2 separate regions of the Mus musculus genome follow, and region 1 is linked to region 2. A link is a contact called in public promoter capture Hi-C data. All regions are on one chromosome and are shown on one strand. Each heading gives the region's core, a stretch centred on a gene start, on an enhancer-like site or on the middle of the called end of the contact. The rest is flanking DNA. Distances are from core to core; before and after follow the strand shown.

Evidence for each region. Promoter capture Hi-C pulls out the DNA fragments that hold promoters and counts their contacts.
Region 1: a promoter capture Hi-C map of hippocampal neurons shows a contact between it and region 2, with 5 times the contacts expected there. The contact joins the enhancer-like site here to the promoter of Otud3 in region 2. A contact is called at or near these places in 12 of 39 promoter capture datasets (the 3T3-L1 cell line, 3T3-L1-derived adipocytes, embryonic stem cells and 6 more), 12 of 484 Hi-C or Micro-C datasets (B cells, the CH12 cell line, bone marrow-derived macrophages and 7 more), 9 of 115 datasets of contacts at active chromatin or transcription factors (bone marrow-derived dendritic cells, craniofacial prominence, embryonic basal ganglia and 6 more) and 3 of 9 other capture datasets (adipose tissue, embryonic stem cells and pancreatic islet).

What each region holds. Positions count from the first base shown.
Region 1 is chr4:139,053,505-139,056,204 of GRCm38.p6, reverse strand. Tmco4 (transmembrane and coiled-coil domains 4) reads right to left here. Exons shown (of 17, transcript NM_029857.3): 16 at 2,188-2,305. Among named protein-coding and RNA genes, the nearest start is that of Htr6, 21 kb to the left of the region's middle. Within about 2 kb of position 1,449, at least 23 of the 459 cell types and tissues checked have an H3K27ac peak or open chromatin away from gene starts, as enhancers often do. A contact at or near this core is called in hippocampal neurons and neural stem cells, where this site is marked.
Region 2 is chr4:138,912,606-138,915,305 of GRCm38.p6, reverse strand. It overlaps Otud3 (OTU domain containing 3), which reads left to right and starts at 1,338. Exons shown (of 8, transcript NM_028453.2): 1 at 1,338-1,696. The coding sequence starts at 1,479.

The DNA of each region.
Region 1 (2,700 bases), core at 200-2,699, 140 kb before region 2:
CAAGTGGCCCTCATACCTACTGCCCACAGCTCTGGCTTCCTCTGCTACTGTCTTGGCCACACACAGTCCGCCAGCTGCTGTTCTATAAAGACCCACGATGTTGTTGCTGGTACCCCATGTTTACAGTCAGTGGAGGGGAGGTCTCCCAGGGGTAAGGTGGGGCAAGGGTGGGTGTGACACAGTTGACACTGAAGTTTTCAGCCCATGACCACCTCCCCAGCTGTCCCTCTGAGCTTTGCCTGCTGCCTGGTACAGTCAGGCATCACTAATGTAAAGCAGCCATCTTTCATGACTGATGAAAAAAAGCCCCAGGACGCACCAGGCAGCTCCCAGCACATGCTGTCAACCAGCAAAGGCTTATTAGACTATTGGCCAAGAGACTGTGGACTCCAGTTACCAGGTCCATGTGGGCAGGAATGGGCCCCAACATTTCCCCTTTCCTGCCTTACAAGAGACCTGGCCTGGCTGCCACCACCCCACCTGTCTATGCCGATGATCCTTCCCATGCCCACTAGGCCCTGGGTTCCCCAGTGCCACTTGTTTCTGTAAAATGAAGCTGACAATAACCGCAGCCCCATATGGGCTGGCATGGGCAGGAGACCATGGGGATACAGGCGTGTTTGGCAGGACTGCAAATGGCTGACCAGGCTCTGGAGGTTTAGGAACACAGGCAACATTCTGGCAGAGGGCCCAGGCTCTGAGGCAGTTCCCTGGGTTTCTGGCTTGAATCTACAATGTCCTCTCAGGCTCAGGTTCATTCTCTAACTGGTGGTGTTGTGAGGCTGTGAAACCTGTGCTAGCGCCCTGTGGGTGGAGTAGGTCACTAGAAGTGGGCTTTCAATGGGACACCCAGACCCTGGCTCCTCCCTCGCCCTTTGATTTCAAGCTATCCCTCTGTGAACTGCTTCCTGTTGGACCTTTCCCTCCCTGGCAGACTGAAACCTGACTAAGCCGTGAGCGCAGATAATTCCTCGCTTAAGGTATTTCTGCCAAGGAGCAGAAAGTCACTGGTATGCTCGAGTTTGCCACTCCAGCCTCGGTTTCCACATCTGGACAGTGGATCAGTATGCCTTCCTGGGACTTTTTGTAGGGTCTCCTGACACAGGGTGGCTGTTGTCACTGCTGGTGCTATTACTGACTGTGAACTCTGTGACAGGTTCTTTGTTAAGTCCTAGACATCAGGTACATCCTCTGGGACATGGAGAGATTTGTCCTGGACAGCTTCACTCGGTGAGCCCTGCGATGGTGAAAACCCTCCACTTCCTGCAGCCTAGAGTGGGGCAGGCTGACAGGCAAACCGGCATCTTAGCCAGGGTCCCTTTATCCATCCCAGACATTGTCCACGCCTGCCACAGGGAGGACGGACAGACAGGTCTGTAGTCTCTGCTGCAAACGGAGCTGCCAGGCAAGTCCTACAGAGGGAGCCCTGCCAGCCCCTCTTCCAGCAAGCTGCCAAGGAAAGGCAGGGACACAAAGGCAATGCTAATTACCTCTAATTAGTCAGAGGAGGGAAGCACCGCTTTGCTGAGGCCCCTAATGTGATAAAGAGCTATTATTAGGCAGAGCTACAAAGCTGAGCCAAAGCCAAGGTCTTTGAGGAGGGAGAGGTCTGGGAGCAGTTAGTCTCCAGGGTGGAGAAGTGAGAGTGGTGACCTGGCTGAAGAGGAGGGGACTAATATTAGGGAGCACTCATGAGCCCAGAGCCCTAGGCCTTGCATCTTCAGTAAACATCCCATATAATGGGCCAGTGCTATATTATGTTCTTGCTTGGCCGGCACCAGGGTCTACTGCTTTGAGTGCAGCCCATGTCCTGCCCCGAAGTCCTCTGCGTGCTTTGGTTATATATGGGGGAAGTGTGGTGGTGGTGGTGGTGGCGGGACAGCTCTGACTGGTCATCTGGGGTGAAGGTGTTGAGGGGGTTTGGTAATTTGAGGACTCTAGGGGTTTGGATCCAGCCCTGTGAATTGCTTGTTAGGAGACAGGAAGTTTTCTAACCCTTGATTTCCTCATCTGTAAATGAGGTAGAACAGTCCCTGCCTGGAGGGTAGCTTGAGGATTATAGCCACCAGGGAACGGCTGGGATTGAGCTCAGCTCGCAAGAGGCAGGTATGTGCAGGTACCATCTCCAAGTGCTGGAGTGACCTGGTGCCCCTCATACACAGGCCAATGGGACAGACCAAGACTCACCACGGAGGTCAGGTCCACATTCTCCATCCTCCGGTCCTGCAGCAGCACAGGCTGGAGGCCGGCGACGCGGAGCTGCACGGAAGATGTGCGGTACACGAAGCTCAGCAGCCAGTCTCCCCTACAGGCAGAAAGAGGGGCCATCAGCCTGAGCCCGGGCAGGTTGGGCCTTTGACCCGTGGGCAACTGACCAACTGGGCATAGTTACTACACAGACTGGGTTGGCCTCAAACTCACAATCCTTCCATGTCAGCCTCCAAGTGCTAGGATGGCATGTGGGCACCAGAGTGGTCTCTAGATGCTCTCAGGGCTCTGGCCTCCAGCTGGTACCTCCTCCTTCCCCTCCAGAGATGAATCCCTTTACAAGGGAACCTTGCTCTTTTCCTGTAGGCTCATCCATCACAGGCCCTTTATTGACTGTCCCTCCCTGGCCTTCAGCTGTCACCCAGGGCCTCTGGTCTCTGAGCTCTGCAGGGTGCTTGCCTAGTATACACAAACCCTGCTTTTGTTCCTTAG
Region 2 (2,700 bases), core at 89-2,588:
TTGTCACAGGATGTCTTAGTTAGGGTTTTATTGCTGTGAGGGAACATCATCACCGAAAAGGAAGTTGGGGAGGAAATGGCCTATTTGGCTTCCTCAGTTGAGGAAGTGTCTCCATGAGATCTGGCTGTAGAGCTTTTCTTAATTAGTGATCAATGGGGGAGGGCCCAGCCCATTATGGGTGGTGCCATCCCTAAGCGTGTAGTCCTGGGTTCTATAAGAAAGCAGGCTGCGTGTTGTCAATTCCTTTAGGCTCTGCCCAACAGTTACCTAGCAACAGCTTGCGTTTCTCCCTGCCAGGTTTGAAGACCACTGTTAACCATAATCTCTCTCTCTCATATCCCTGACTGGACCCTACCTCTGTTTCTCTCTTCTCTTTCTGTCCTTCTCTGTCCCCCTCCTTTCTCTGCCTCTACTCCTTTTCCAGGTTCCCTTCCCTTCCCTCGATAAACTTCCTTTTGTTCTAGGCCTGTCGTATGGTGGTGAGTCCTCAGAGGAATGGGCCTGCTGAGGTTCTCCTGCCGCCACATTATACTGCCGTTTTATAAAACATAACACTGAGCAAGTCAGGGGAAGCAAGCCAGTAAGCAGCGCCCTCCATGGCCTCTGCATCAGCTCCTGCCTCGGGGGTTTTAGACCTGCTTGAGTTCCTGTCCTGATGGCCTCCAAGGATGGATGCTGATCTTGAAGTGTAAGCCAACTTGTAGCTCACTGATTGGCTAAACTGCCTGGCAGTGAGTGCAGTGGGCTGTCTCTTCCTCCTTAGGGATGGGATCACAGGGGCTCTCTGACAGGCCTACCCTTCTTAAAGTGGGTGATGGAGATCCGAACTCAGGTCGAACCTGGCATATGGAGCAAGCACTTATATGGACTGAGCTATTTCCCTAGCTACTGTAGGCTGAGTTTTTAAAGGGTCTGTGCACGCACGCAGGCGTTTGTAATTGATTGCGGATTAGCGCATTCTAGACAAACATATTCCCTTATCATCCTTTCCTTGTCCTGGAACTCACTCTGTAGACCAGGCTGGCCTCGAACTCAGAAATTCGCCTGCCTCTGCCTCCCAAGTGCTGGGATTAAAGGCGTGCGCCACCAGGCCCGGTCACCCTTTCCTTCTTTTCCGCATTTTTTTGCTCTTGCCTCTCTTCTGACATCCTCAGTCATCCTTGACCTGTCTGGTCCCACTGCGCCTCACTGAGCACTACCCACCACGAGGGGGCAGAAAATAACCAACAAAACAGGTGCTTCTCTAGTCTTCCTATCTTTCTCTATGGTGCCTGCTGGCCCCGCCCCGGGGGCGGAGCTACCACCACGTGACCTGGCTGCCAGGCGACCGCGCCGGCGCAGTGGCCGCGCCGCTGTCGCCAGGCGTCGTCCCCCTGCGCCGCTCCGCCCGGTGGCCGGCTGAGGCTGCGGCCCCGGGCTCTGCGGCTCCGGCTCCGGCTTCGGCTCCTTCCGCGGCGAAGCCGTGTGCCGCCGCAGCCATGTCCCGAAAGCAAGCGGCGAAGAGCCGGCCGGGCAGCGGCGGCCGCAGAGCCGAGGCGGAGCGTAAGCGGGACGAGCGGGCGGCGCGCCGGGCGCTGGCCAAGGAGCGGCGGAACCGGCCCGATCCTGGCGGCAGCGGCTGCGAAGAAGAGTTTGTGAGCTTCGCCAACCAACTGCAGGCCCTGGGGCTGAAGCTGCGGGAGGTGCCGGGGGACGGGTGAGGCGGGCCGGGAGTGCGGGAAGCGGCGCTGGGGATGCGCAGGGCCGGTCGCTGAGGGGGAAGCAAGGGTCAGGCTTGGTGGAACGCTGCGGCAGGGTCCCCCGAGGGTCCGAGCGGGTCTGAGAGGTGACCTCGAGGTGCAGCTGTCATGAAGCCGAATGGGAAAGGACCTAGGTCCCGCTCGGTGTCATGCTGGCCCTCCTGGGTGTCCTCGCCCACTTTTGCACTGGGGTATCGAGGGCGGAGAGCTAAAGGTAGCTTCCACAGAGCTTGCTTCCCACGTTTTGGGTTCCCCAAGTAAAAGGCATGAGAGTCCCGGGCCAGCTGTTTCTGGGAGCCGGATACAAGAGTAGCAGCTGGAAACAGAACGGAGGAAGGCGAGGGGAAGCAACTTAATGGAACGGGGACATGGGTCCAGGAACGTGGGGAGAGAGAAGGAAAAGAATAAAGAAACGGGGAGAGGAACGGGTTAGCAGGTCCGAGGGAGCCTGCCTGCTAGGTGTGTTGTTGCAAGAGGCACTGTTAGTGTGTTCTCCTCTAGGAATGGTCAGGTTGAGCCATGGAAGAATGGAATACAGCTAAGGAGTCTACAAAGGCAGATGTGGCAATGAGACTGGGGGATTTGCCTGGGCTATAGGGTGACAGGGTTTCAAAAAACAAAACCCAACAAAACCAAACCAATCTTTCCCTCTTGAGAAAGTCTCGCTATGTAGTCTTAGGGCTGGCCGGGAATCCCCTGTGTAGACCAGGTTGCCCTTAAACTCATAGCCATCTGCTGGGATTAAAGATGTGTGCCTCTGTCCCACTACATAAAGTATTTTCTTCATTTGATACACTACGCTGAATTTTATTGATCAAGACTCAATAAACTAACCCCATTTGTATCTCCTGCCTTCAGAGCTTCCGGCAAATTGGATAGGTATTTTGTTTAAGTTGCAATTAGAGTTAATTGTATTCAGCTACTGCTTCGAACAGTTCCTGGGTCATAGGAGGCATTCAGC